Linked DNA regions of Mus musculus: all the other regions are linked to region 1. The links are chromatin contacts, called in public Hi-C, HiChIP or PLAC-seq and promoter capture Hi-C maps. All regions are on one chromosome and are shown on one strand. The core of a region is the stretch at or near the end of the contact, and the rest is flanking DNA. Distances in the headings are between cores, read along the strand shown. Region 1 holds the start of Rasa3 (RAS p21 protein activator 3). Region 2 holds the start of Tmem255b (transmembrane protein 255B). Region 3 overlaps Tmem255b (transmembrane protein 255B). Region 4 has its middle 23 kb from the start of Gas6.

Region 1 (2,780 bases), core at 78-2,577:
AGCCCCTTTCCTCAGATGGAAACTGACAGCAATTCCAGGCATAAGAGCAAGAGAAATCCCTCCCGTGCCCTCTGCTCCAGCCCAAACACCACATGCTCTCCGCAGCGCTTCTGAACCAAAGATCAAACTGTCTCGGGCGATGATTCAAAAGCAAAATAAAGCGGACAGGAAGCAACACGCTGATTGCGAGTAGCTGGCATTCTTCAGACAGCATCGAATGTCATCAACAACTGACACCAGGCTGTGACTGTTGCCACCCACTAGGGGCCTTTTCACATGGGAACAGGCCAGTAATGTGGGGCGCAGTTCAGAGGGAAAAGACTACAGGGACGGTGCACTAGGACCCAGAATTCCTTCCAAGAAAATTGGCCCCTGCCCAGTGTGTTAATGACTTGATGTGTAACGGTCACTTCAGAAAACCACTGTAAGGAAGTAGACTCACACGTCACTCACAAGATAAAAAACAACTGGGAAAAACGAAATCTCCAGGTTAAAAAAAAAAAAATCAGGAAGTCCTCTCCAGGTCTCTCCAGTTCCACTTCACTCCCCGTTCCTAGCGTTGCTGCCGAAGTCCCGACCAGCCCAGAGCAGCCTGAATGCCAGGCCTGCCGGCCACAGCTCCCACGGCCAGTTCTCAATGAAAGGAGGGGGAGGTGCTGGTGGCTCCATCACCAGGCCTGCAGCGCGCAGACACCACACACACACACACACACACACACACACACACACGGTCGCGCGCGTGCACGGCCTCGAAGCCTGCAGCAGCCGAAAAGGTGAAGGGGCGCCCCCTCCTTGGGAAATAAGTTCCTGCGCACAACTGTGGAGAGGACACCAGGAGACTGACATCAGTAGACCCGATCCCTGAAGTGGGAGCACCCAGACGGATCCGCGCGTGCTCGTGCATGTAAAGTCAGGCGCCTGGGATCTGGAGCGGTGCTGCGCACACGGACACACGCAGGCAACCACGCGCGCTCACTCCCACAAACAGACGCCCCCTGATACAGGTCCCTCCTCCCCCGCAATGCCACGGAGAACCGGGCAGTCTAGGCGGAGAAACACGAGGAGCCGGTCCAGCCCGGCCGGATACCAAGAACAGGGGTCTGGGGAGTTGCCCACGCCACCGCGGTCCTCACCAATCTTGATCCTCACGCTCTGGAAGACCCGCAGTCCCTCTTCCTCCACCGCCATGCTGCTTGTCGACCTCGCCAACGCGCGAGGGCCCGGCAGCGCGGCCGCAGAAGGGGGACAAGACAGGGGAAGAAGCCGGCAGACGGAGCCGAGCTGCGGATGCCCCCAGAGCCCCGCGCGCTGCGGTCCGCGCTCTGACCGGGTGCACCGCCTCGCGCCCTTCCATTGGCAGAGCTCGGGGGCGGGGCTGCGGGCGCCTTCCTTCGCCAGAGCCCCGATCTTCATTGGCTAAGGCTCTGCATGGGGTGGGGTAGTACGACTCCGCCTACTGTCAAACACTGCATTCCATTGGTCGGGTCTGTAAGGAGGCGGAGGCGGACTCTAAGGCGGGATCGGAAGGGACTTGCCTTGGAGTGCCCCTGAAGCGGTCCCTCTTCACAGCCCTCGCTGGTCCGGTCTCTCTGGACCTGGGACAAAGAGAGATCGTGAGTATTGATCTGTGTTTTGACCGCCAGGTCCCGTAAGACCGACTCGCACTTAAAATCTAAAAAGCTATATTCAAACAAAAGGTATGAAAGGAAAAGATTTCCTCTAGCCCCAGCTTCAGCGACTGAGAAAAGTGACACCTGCCGATCGCTCTGGAGAAATCAGAAGGTGATATGCTGTCAAAGTGAGGGCAAGTGGACCCTGTGCCCAGCAAGCAGTCCCTGCTTACCCTGTGGTGTGCTTGGGCAGCCTCAACGCGGCCCTTGAATTTAGCATTCCAGAACCTTCAAACCTGGTGCTTACTGGCAATTTGATTGGTATGCAACTTTAGAATTGTTGTATCTCTACAACGATACTGTGAGGTCCTATCCCCGATCCCTCCACTAAGTTTTTCCTGCAGCTGGCATAACTCCCAGCTTTCCTAGAGGGCCAAGAGCTCTAGTCCCTCGTTCCTTATAGTAGTCACAGAAGTGTCTCCCAGAGGCCCTGGTGGGTGGGGAGTGGCGGTAGAGATAGCCTCTGCAGTGGGTTTGAAGGAGGCCTGCCTTTCGGTAGGACTGAAAACGGAAGTGGCATCGCTTGAGGAGTCAGGAGGCTAGGTCATTGATACACCAACTGAAAGGTGTGACACAAAAATCCCTTGGTGCTATACGGTAGCTCTCTCACCAGCAGCCAAAGAGCAGAAATACAGTGTATAGGCAGGACACCCAGGAAGGTGCTGGAACTCCAGAGAAGCTGATTTGGAACCCTCCAGAAGCTGCTGTGCCATAGACAGGCTCTGACTGGGAAGAGAGGGAGCCGCTCTGGGTTAACACATCTAAAACCCTGAATCTCCGGCTCAGGAACTCAGCTTAGTGGTAGAGAACTTGGGTAGGAGGCACATGACTGGACAGGGATGGGGGTGGTGGTGGGGAAGGACACAAAATCACCAAAAGACTGCTTTAGCTGGGCTGCTGTACTGTGATAAAGCACCATGACCAAAAACAACTTGGAAACCATAAATAAATAAATAAATAAATAAATAAATAAGATGGGGAGGGGAGAGGTGGTGATCTCAGTGCAGGAGACAGAGACTGGCAGATCTCTGGATTCAAGACCAGCCAGATCTGCAGAGTAAGTTTGAAGACAGCCAGAAGTACACAGAGAAACCCTGTAGTAGACCCTTC
Region 2 (2,780 bases), core at 159-2,658, 240 kb before region 1:
ATGGAACTGTGTAAGTCCTCTACCACTGAGCTATTTAAGCACTCTACTATGGAACTGTGTATGCATTTTGCCACTGAGTAGTTATACGTAAGCACTCTACTAAAGAACTGTGTAAGTACCCTACAACTGAGTTATATGTAAGCACTCTGCTATGGAACTGTGTAAGTACTCTACCCCTGAGCTATGTAAGCACCCTACTATGGAACTGTGTAAGTACTCTACCCCTGAGCTATGTAAGCACCCTACTATGGAACTGTGTAACTACTATAACACTGAGCTATGTAAGCACTTCACCATTGAGTACTATACTCCTGGTTCTCAAAACCTTTTAAGCAATGCATTAATAGTCTTTAAAAGACTTACTTTCCCCTACTGCTGCCATGCATGGTACTCCGTCTTGGTTAGTTTTTTGCCAACTTGACCCAAGCTAGAGTAATCTTAGAAGAGGAATATCACCTGAGAAACTGCCTCTGTCCTATCACCTGTGGGCAAGACTACTGAGCATTTTCTGAGTTAAGGACTGGTGTGGAAGGGCCCAGCTCACTGGGGGAGGTGCCACCCCTGAGTAGGTGGTCTTGGGTGGTCTAAGAAAGCAGACTGAGCAAACTATGAGACACAAGCCAGTAAGCAGAGCCTGTCCGTGGTTGCTGCTTCCGTACCTGCCTTGGCTCTTCCAATGGTGGACTGTGATCAGACATATAAGCCCAAGGAGCTCTTTCCTTGCCAGGCTGCTTTTGGCCATGGTGTCTTTATTGAAGCAACAGGAACTTAACTAAGGAACTTAAATAAGACATGCCCAGTCTGCTTGCCTGTTTTCTTGCAGCCCCTCTCTGGCTTCCCATAGCAGCCTTCACTCTGAACTTTAGCTGCTGGGTTGGGGCATGCTCACAACAGAACCTGAGTTTCCATGCTATATGCAGACCCCCTTCCCCCGAACCCCAACTGAGAAGATGCCTCGGTCCATCACATCACCTGTGTGCAAGTCTGTAGAGCATTTTCTTAATGATTGATGCGGGAGGGCTCAGCTGGGGGTCTGAAGTAGGCGGGGCTTGAGTCCTTTCCAGCTGTGTGGAGAATTCCTGCTCTGCACCTGCTGTCTTTCTGTTTCCCTCCACCTGAGCCACCCAGTCCTTGGTCTGCGGGGCCACCTCTGACCGAGCGTTGGGCTCAGGCCAGCGGTCTACAGTGTTTCTTCAGGTACATTCTTTCTCACTGGCTCGGTGGGTGGGTCGGTGGGTCTTTTCTTAGACTCTTAATTTCCAGGGACTAGAGACTGGAAGGGGAAGAGGGGGGAGGAGAAAAAGGAGGGGGAGAAGAGAAGGAGGAGCTGCTGGCAGGCACCAGGACCTTGGAGGGAGGAAGGGAGGTGTAGGAGATGGTGGGGGCAGAGGGGAGGTGGAGGGAGAAGGGAAATGACCAAAGGAGAGGTAGAAAGAAGCGCGGTGGAGTAGAGGAGAGCGGACACAGGGCTGCATTTCTTGAAACTGCTGGGACTCTGAAACCTAATCACCGGGCAGGAGGAGCTTCGGGGCACTGCCCTCCCAGTGGAGGGCACTTCGGGAATGCAGCCGCTCCCACCGCCCGTGCCAGGCCCTCTGGCTCTGCTGGACACCACAGGTTAGCTAAGGGCATCGTTGGTATCTCTGCCGCTGGCAGGCAATTTGGGGACCCGGGAGCTGGGTTACAAGTTTCTAGCAGCTCTAAGAGGGGAACTACCTGCACAGCTCAGGACTCTGGGCACAGGACTCCTTTGGGGTTTGGGGCTGGGACTAGGTCTGGTTTCATGTGGTACAGATCACCTATCCATTGGTGCCTCATCCTTCTCCACACTGACCTATCCACTCTCCCCTTCTGTTTCTGTCCCCCGTGTTATCTTTTTGTTAACAGACCCAAGTCCTTATAAGCGGTTAAATCCCAGACCAACACCTTTCCAGCCCTACTGCATTTCTTTCAGTTTCTAAACTTTTCAGGGAAATGTTTGAAAGAACCAGGGAGCACATCCTGCCTGAGGGGGGCAGGGAAAGGTGCTCAGGGATTTTAGAGTTGGAACCAGCGAGGGCTTCCACCCGCTTCACACCCCAGCCTCTCCATCTCTAATTGTTCCCTTTCCCGAATCAAGCCCGACACAGCTGAAAGCCAGGTCCGTCTGGGAAAACAGGAAACCTGGTGCAAGCTCTGGCTCCAGCCGCTTAAGCATGGGTGCTCTTCTGGGAGGCAGCCTGACCCTGGAGGGATGCGGGCCATTGTTCCTGCAGGGCAGAGGGTGGGGGAGATTTACATGGTGACCCTCTGCTGTGGGATTAAGGGATTAGGTCAGAATGGGTGGGGGTGGCTCTTGATGATCCTTTCAGAACCCCTGGTGATCGTTGGAAACCCTGGTGGAAAAACTTCTGGGTAGTCTGATTGGTTAGTGCTGTTTAATAATAATGATGATGATGATGATGATGATGATGATGATGAAGAGGAGGAGGAGGAGTCTGGCTTCTTTCTGAGAGAGACTGCCGTACCTTCTCTTCTGTAAGGCCAGTTGCTCTGTGGTCATCCGTTCATTCTCCTAGCTGATAGCTAGCGTTGACCAGCAGCTGTTATGTTTCCAGCTGCCAATGCTGTTATGTTAGGGTGACTTGGTTTACACCTGAATTTTCTTCTGATAAGAAACTCCAGACTTTGAAATGGTTTGTGGGAGGTGTTTGTTTTTATTGAGACAGAGTCTTAAAAGCAACTAAAGGTCTGCGTGGCTCCAGGCTGTGACCATTTTATATCGACCCTTCTTTGCTTAC
Region 3 (2,780 bases), core at 148-2,647, 220 kb before region 1:
ATGGTCACACTTGGGCAAGAGTTTCTTTTTCCTTGAGGGTCTCTGCCTTTTTTCTTAAGGTCTGCAACTGATTGGACTAGAAGCCCTGACAGTAGGGTACCAGCTTACTCAAAGTCACTGATTAATTACATCTGAAAAATAACTTCCTTAAACTTCTAGACTATGGCTGACCACATTTGGCTGCTACCACAATAATCACCATGCTGTGTTGGGAATGTTAATGGTCTTGCTGTCTTTAGTGAGTGTCAAGTCCTGGCTGTAGTTGTCCCTGGATCTTCTAGTTAGTGCTAGTGAAAGCTGACTGGGCTAAGCAGGCCAACCAAGCCAGGAGTTTGGAGACCTTCCTGTGTCCCCAACAGCTTTAGAAGCCAGGTCTGTGTCAATCAGATGCTGTCCAGGCTGACATCTGACGTCTCTTGGCTGTTCTAGACTGGAGAGGCCTTCTGAGAGGCCCGATGAGCCGGTGCCTCCTGGTCTGGTAAGCTGCTGGGTCAAGGTGGTGCTGGTGTATATGCTGGACAGCGTAGCTGAGTCCCCCCACCTGCTGATCGAGGACGCCTCTCTGTTTAATTGCAGCCCTCCAGTGCCCCGCCAGCCTCGGCCTCTGCTGACCTCTCTCTGCCTGAGGACACAGAGTCTCCCTCCCAGTGCCAGCCCAGCCGTGGGTGTTCCCATGCTCCTTCACCCTGCACACCAGCCTACTTCCTCCCAGGGGAGAAGCCACCCCCCTACGCACCCTGACACAGAGGAGGTCGTAGACTAAAAAGTAATGTGGTTTGGGTTTTTCCCAAAATATAACAACAAAATAAAGCCGCATATAGAAAGCCCGCTTCTGCAGCCAGCCTCATAGAGAATTCCAAAAGGATCGCAAAGCTGTTGGCCTTCCCTTGGGCACACCCTCTCCAGCACAGGTCAGGGCCAGAGGCAGGAGCAGAGCTAGCTAGCCGACTGGCCCCATGCCACCTCTGCTGTTCACTGCCTCTCCCTACGTGAAGACCAGCAGCAAACCGTACTAGACCCCAGCAGCCTCCTCATCTGGAAGGACTTCTCTGCATGGACCATCGCTCAGAGTTCCGTTTTGCCCTTACCATGGTGATGGCTATCACCCTGCAAAGAGAAGGTAGCCAGGCATTTCTTTCAATGAGGGTTGTTCCCTCAGGACATGTGTTACAGGTTGACAGACTTCTGTGAGCACGTCTCTGAGAAGGAAACTAGCTTTTGAGTTCTGCCTCTGTGCAAGCTCTCCCTTTTGGTAGACTCTGGATCTCACACTTGCTTCTCCCTGTAATGCGCTGTTGCTTTGTGGCCACTGATTTAGTCATTGATTAGATGTTGTGTGGCTACCTCACCAGCCTGCCTTTCCCTCTCTAAGGCTGGACAGAACTAGCAGTTTGGGGTGGAGGACCTGCTCCAGCGCCCCCTGCTGGCCAAGTCCACGCTGTCCAACAGAAGATCTTACCAAAGCAGGCTAGAAGAGGTTTTCTAAACAGTTTCCTACAAAAGACCCACAACACAATTTCCAAGCAGAGAGGTGATAAGTCTGTCTGTGCAGAAGCTGTGCTGCAAACCCAAGAGCCGCACACTGGTCCCAGAAGTGCTGAGACAGTCACTGGTCTGAGGACTGCTAACTGTGCACGACCCTTCTTATTGAGTTTGGCCTTGGAGCCTGAGGATGAGAGAGTCTTGGTTTCTGTTTGATGATGACTGACCTTGGATCCAGCACAGTTGCTTCCCTACACCCTCCAGGAGCCTGGCTTCAGCCTCCCTAGGACCCCGGATAAATATCCATAATAATCTGCCAACTTATATTTACACCACTGTATGTACTAAGATATTTAATACCTCCCAGGACCACAGTTTCAGAGGCTGTTGTGAAAGCTTCCGTGGAGTTGCACTTGAGGGCAATAGGCCAAAACCATCCCTGGACTTTGGAGGGCGCCTCGGGCACGGCTCCTCAGCGGGGTCAGGGGTCAGTTGGCTCTGTCCCTTGCCTTGGCATCTATCCAGAGGGAGTACAGTTAAGTAGCTCTCACAGGGGACGTGCTACAGTGCTGGCTGAGGACGAACGCATTCTACACGACAATGGCAAGATTCCTGTTCCTTGTGGGGTGAGGTTCAGGAAGATGTGGGTGGCCAGAGGTACAGAGAGGTATCCTTGATGAAGACACACACAGTAGGCTGCTTCCCTCCCCCCCTCCCCCCAGGACTGGGACGAAGGTTGCCTCACCTGTGTAGTGATTGTAAAGACAAGAGCCAAGCTCTGGAGGCTGCTGAAAGCGAGGGTCTGTAAGGCATCGGTGCCTCCCTGGTGCAGGGTCTCACACCCTCTCTCTAGCTCTTTTTAGATTCCATCTCCCTAGTTTTGTATTCAGTAGTCCTGTGCCCTGGGCCCAAGGGACTCGACCTCTGAAGGCCATAAGGCTGGCCCTAGGGCCTTTGCAGACCAACAAAACTGCATGTCTGGGTATAGAGCCCGTGCCCACTGGAGCCAAGAACTATTAAGAAACATTGAACTCCCAAGGTTAACAGTCTTGCTCCTTGCCACAAATATGTCTGTCTTCCTCATTCCAGCCACAGAGAATGTAAGGCCCTGCACCCCAGTCTCCAGAGCAGCCCTCCCCAACCCACACTAATCTACAGTGTGGCCGGATATGCCGACAGTGTCCTTGCCTTTGTGTGGACGAGGCTGGAAAGCCAGCTGGAGCCTGCATGTTCAGTGGCTCATCCCTCCATGGCTTTGCCTCTTCGAATACTGCTCAAGGGTCTGCCCTGTGCTTGGC
Region 4 (2,780 bases), core at 156-2,655, 160 kb before region 1:
TCCCAAGCGCTTTCTTGGCAGCCAGCCCTTGGATCAGAATCTGACCTGGTAGGAGGGAAACCACTCACCCACCAACCAGGTGGCCCCTCCTTGCCCTCCTCACCCACCCCTTTCCCTTCCTATAGAACCTGTGGGGTTATCTCTCCAGACGAGTGTGCTCAGCACCCCCCCCCCAACCCGGAAGCAATAAATGACTGAGAATGAGGCCCAAGCTTCACTGGGGCCTACTTTCCTTTAGGGCCTGTTTCCCACTCCATGTGGCCCGGAGAGAAGCAAACCCTAAGTGAGCACGCACTGCGATGTCCCACAGCAGGACGGAGCTGTCCTGCAGGAGTCAAGGGTCCCCACGACCCCCCTCCCCCCCCCCAGCAGACTCCCAGAACCTCCTTCACTCTGACTAAGACTCTAGGAGCTGATGTAGTATGACCACGGAGTCAGACCTCTTCTATCTCCACTCTCTCAAACCCTGGGGAACAGGTGCCCCTCAAACCACGGGAGGAACCACAGAACCTACCTCAACCCATCTTCTTCTTAGCCACATCTTAGGAGCTTTCCCACTGTTCTACAAAACACGGAAACAAACTTCTTCCTCAAACACTAACCAAATAAAAATGCCCCTGTGTCGAATACATTCCACCAACTAGGAGGCCGCGCTGGTGTGAGGTCACAGTCCAGCAGACCACAGTCTCTGGGACGTTTCTCTTAGGGCTTTGCTCTGGGAACAGAGCTAGAGGAAGGAATGTAAAGTGTGGAAAACATCTTAATGCTCCCAAACATTCACTTCCAACCTGGTATTTTTTTTTTCTTTTTAATCACAGTGAAAAATGTTAACAATCTCAACATCCAGCAGGAGGTAAATGGCTGTGGAAAACTCTCCAGTCCACACTTATCTACCCCTGTGTATGGCTACAGGGTCTGTGCAACAGCTCTGTTCTCAGAAATATCAAGTTGTATGTATGACATGTAAGAACAATGGTTTTAATGATGATATAAAGCTCTCAGAGACAGCATGTCATAAATTACATTCGTGATTTTCCCTGGGTGGTAGGGGTCTGGTGACTCCCTGCCTCTCCCTTCCCCAATCTCCTCTGCTGAGTATATTGTAATGGAAAATTCCAAAGAGCCTTGGCTTTAGCCAGCACATTATTTTCTGCTTCTGTCTGTGTGGTTTCTACCCTCCTGATACCTCATTGCCTGCGTACTCCCTCTTTGTCCTGAACATTCCTGAACAAATGAGTTGCTCTACAGCCTTGGAGCCCACAGTGCCTGACTGGGCTGCAGGACTTTGGCTGGTCAGAGTAGTGAGGCATCTTACTTGTACATACTCACACAGTTGAAGAAAGGGGCGGAAGTGCTCACACCACGGTAGAACCAGGCTGTCAGAACATGGGTAATCTTTTTGACCTCTACCCATGGGATTCGTGGAAACAGTGTGCGTCCTTTCCAAATACCTCCACTGGCCCGGTCACACTCCCTCCTAAGATAAGTGTGTTGCAAGCAAAGTTTTCAGGATTTCCAAGCATAAGTTGGCACAGTGGGTAAGCTGGGATATGTTCACAATCCAGATACAACTTCCAAGTCCTTACAGGCTGCGTGGAAATGAATTACCCAACAGTTACTTCCAGAAAGTTCTCTGACCATTAGGGGGTCCTGGCACCCATGTGGCTGGCATGTGCACAGCAGTCCACCCAGAGGAGCTCTGCAGGGAACCCGCCCTCTTGGCATTGGTTTACCAGAGCTGGAGATGTTAAGAGAAGAAAGCAGCCACAGATATAGGGATAATCTCGGTGGGGTTTTTTGAATTAGAAATGTTCTCCATAGGCTTATACAGTTGGGCACACAGTCCCCAGTTGGTGGTACTGTTTGAGAAGGTTACTAAACCCTTAGGAGGTGGAGCCTTGCTGGAGGAAGTGCATCACTAGGGGTGGGCTTTAGGGTTTTATAGTTTGGACTTACTTCCTGTTCTTCCTTGCTTTCTCTCTCCTTCCCATGTGTGCATGAAAGGAGATCACTCTATTCCTGACAGCCATGTCAACACTTCCCACTACAGGGGGCTATCTTCCCTTAGGAACTGTAAACCAAAATAAACACCTTTCTTCCTCAACGTGCTTTTTGTCTGGCCATTCTATTGCATCAGCGGGAAAGTAACTGATACAGGTGCTAAACATCTGGGAAATTGTCCCTCGGAGATATGTGATGGTTTGTCATCCATCTATGTTATAGCCCAGTGGATATTTCAAGGCAAGTCAACCAACCTGGCTGTTCCTCAAAACAGCACCAACTACTCTGTGGAGTAGATGGACAATAGTGTCCTCTCCTCTCCTCTCCTCTCCTCTCCTCTCCTCTCCTCTCCTCTCCTCTCCTCTCCTCTCCTCTCCTCTCCTCTCCTCTCCTCTCCTCTCCTCTCTTCTGTCAGCCCACTCTGCCTAAAGAGTTCCTGTATCTAGCTCTCTCCCAGGCCCATTTCCCAGGAGAGTTCAAGAGTCCTTTAGGCAGCACAGAGCCCTGAATCACTTTAGCTAAGCTCAAAGCATAGCAAAGGGAGAGGCATCAGTGGGCACAGGGTGGGTATGGCTGCTGAGAGTTCTGCTAGCCTGCCACTCAAGCAACCTCAGGGAGAGTCTCATGCAGCTGCCTGGATATGCAGACCACACATATATTGGTAAGGGGGTTTGTTAAAGTGTCTGCTCCCAAGCCTGACAAGATGAGTGTGATACCCCACATTTGTATAATGGAAGGAAAGATCTGACTCTTTCAAGTTCTCTTCCACACATGATAAA

Evidence for each region. Promoter capture Hi-C pulls out the DNA fragments that hold promoters and counts their contacts. A called contact is a pair of places that touch in the nucleus more often than the background predicts. HiChIP or PLAC-seq counts read pairs in DNA pulled down with a chosen protein or histone mark.
Region 2: a contact with region 1 is called in a promoter capture Hi-C map of embryonic stem cells, with 5 times the contacts expected there. The contact joins the promoter of Tmem255b here to the promoter of Rasa3 in region 1. A contact is called at or near these places in 10 of 39 promoter capture datasets (3T3-L1-derived adipocytes, the SN4741 cell line, cranial neural crest and 5 more), 2 of 484 Hi-C or Micro-C datasets (double positive thymocytes and liver), 8 of 115 datasets of contacts at active chromatin or transcription factors (embryonic forebrain, embryonic stem cells, kidney and 2 more) and 1 of 9 other capture datasets (embryonic stem cells).
Region 3: a contact with region 1 is called in a Hi-C map of the C3H10T1/2 cell line, with 4 times the contacts expected there. The contact joins the enhancer-like site here to the promoter of Rasa3 in region 1. A contact is called at or near these places in 3 of 39 promoter capture datasets (embryonic stem cells and liver), 1 of 15 datasets of contacts at CTCF or cohesin (the NIH/3T3 cell line), 10 of 484 Hi-C or Micro-C datasets (the C3H10T1/2 cell line, the HL-1 cell line, Sertoli cells and 6 more), 6 of 115 datasets of contacts at active chromatin or transcription factors (bone marrow-derived macrophages, embryonic stem cells, forebrain and 3 more) and 1 of 9 other capture datasets (embryonic stem cells).
Region 4: a contact with region 1 is called in an H3K4me3 HiChIP or PLAC-seq map of bone marrow-derived macrophages, with 6 times the contacts expected there. The contact joins the enhancer-like site here to the promoter of Rasa3 in region 1. A contact is called at or near these places in 3 of 39 promoter capture datasets (the 3T3-L1 cell line, the C10 cell line and liver), 1 of 484 Hi-C or Micro-C datasets (bone marrow-derived macrophages), 4 of 115 datasets of contacts at active chromatin or transcription factors (the 230-238 cell line, bone marrow-derived macrophages, embryonic stem cells and 1 more) and 2 of 9 other capture datasets (bone marrow-derived macrophages and liver).

What each region holds. Positions count from the first base shown.
Region 1 is chr8:13,676,260-13,679,039 of GRCm38.p6, forward strand. Rasa3 (RAS p21 protein activator 3) reads right to left here and starts at 1,328. Exons shown (of 24, transcript NM_009025.2): 1 at 1,134-1,328. The coding sequence starts at 1,188.
Region 2 is chr8:13,434,051-13,436,830 of GRCm38.p6, forward strand. Tmem255b (transmembrane protein 255B) reads left to right here and starts at 1,409. Exons shown (of 9, transcript NM_001143671.1): 1 at 1,409-1,617. The coding sequence starts at 1,563.
Region 3 is chr8:13,460,629-13,463,408 of GRCm38.p6, forward strand. It overlaps Tmem255b (transmembrane protein 255B), which reads left to right. Exons shown (of 9, transcript NM_001143671.1): 9 at 577-824. The coding sequence ends at 741. Among named protein-coding and RNA genes, the nearest start is that of Tmem255b, 27 kb to the left of the region's middle. Within about 2 kb of position 1,398, at least 35 of the 459 cell types and tissues checked have an H3K27ac peak or open chromatin away from gene starts, as enhancers often do. A contact at or near this core is called in the C3H10T1/2 cell line, brown adipocytes, liver and 2 more, where this site is marked.
Region 4 is chr8:13,516,221-13,519,000 of GRCm38.p6, forward strand. No RefSeq gene overlaps it. Among named protein-coding and RNA genes, the nearest start is that of Gas6, 23 kb to the left of the region's middle. Within about 2 kb of position 1,406, at least 50 of the 459 cell types and tissues checked have an H3K27ac peak or open chromatin away from gene starts, as enhancers often do. A contact at or near this core is called in liver, where this site is marked.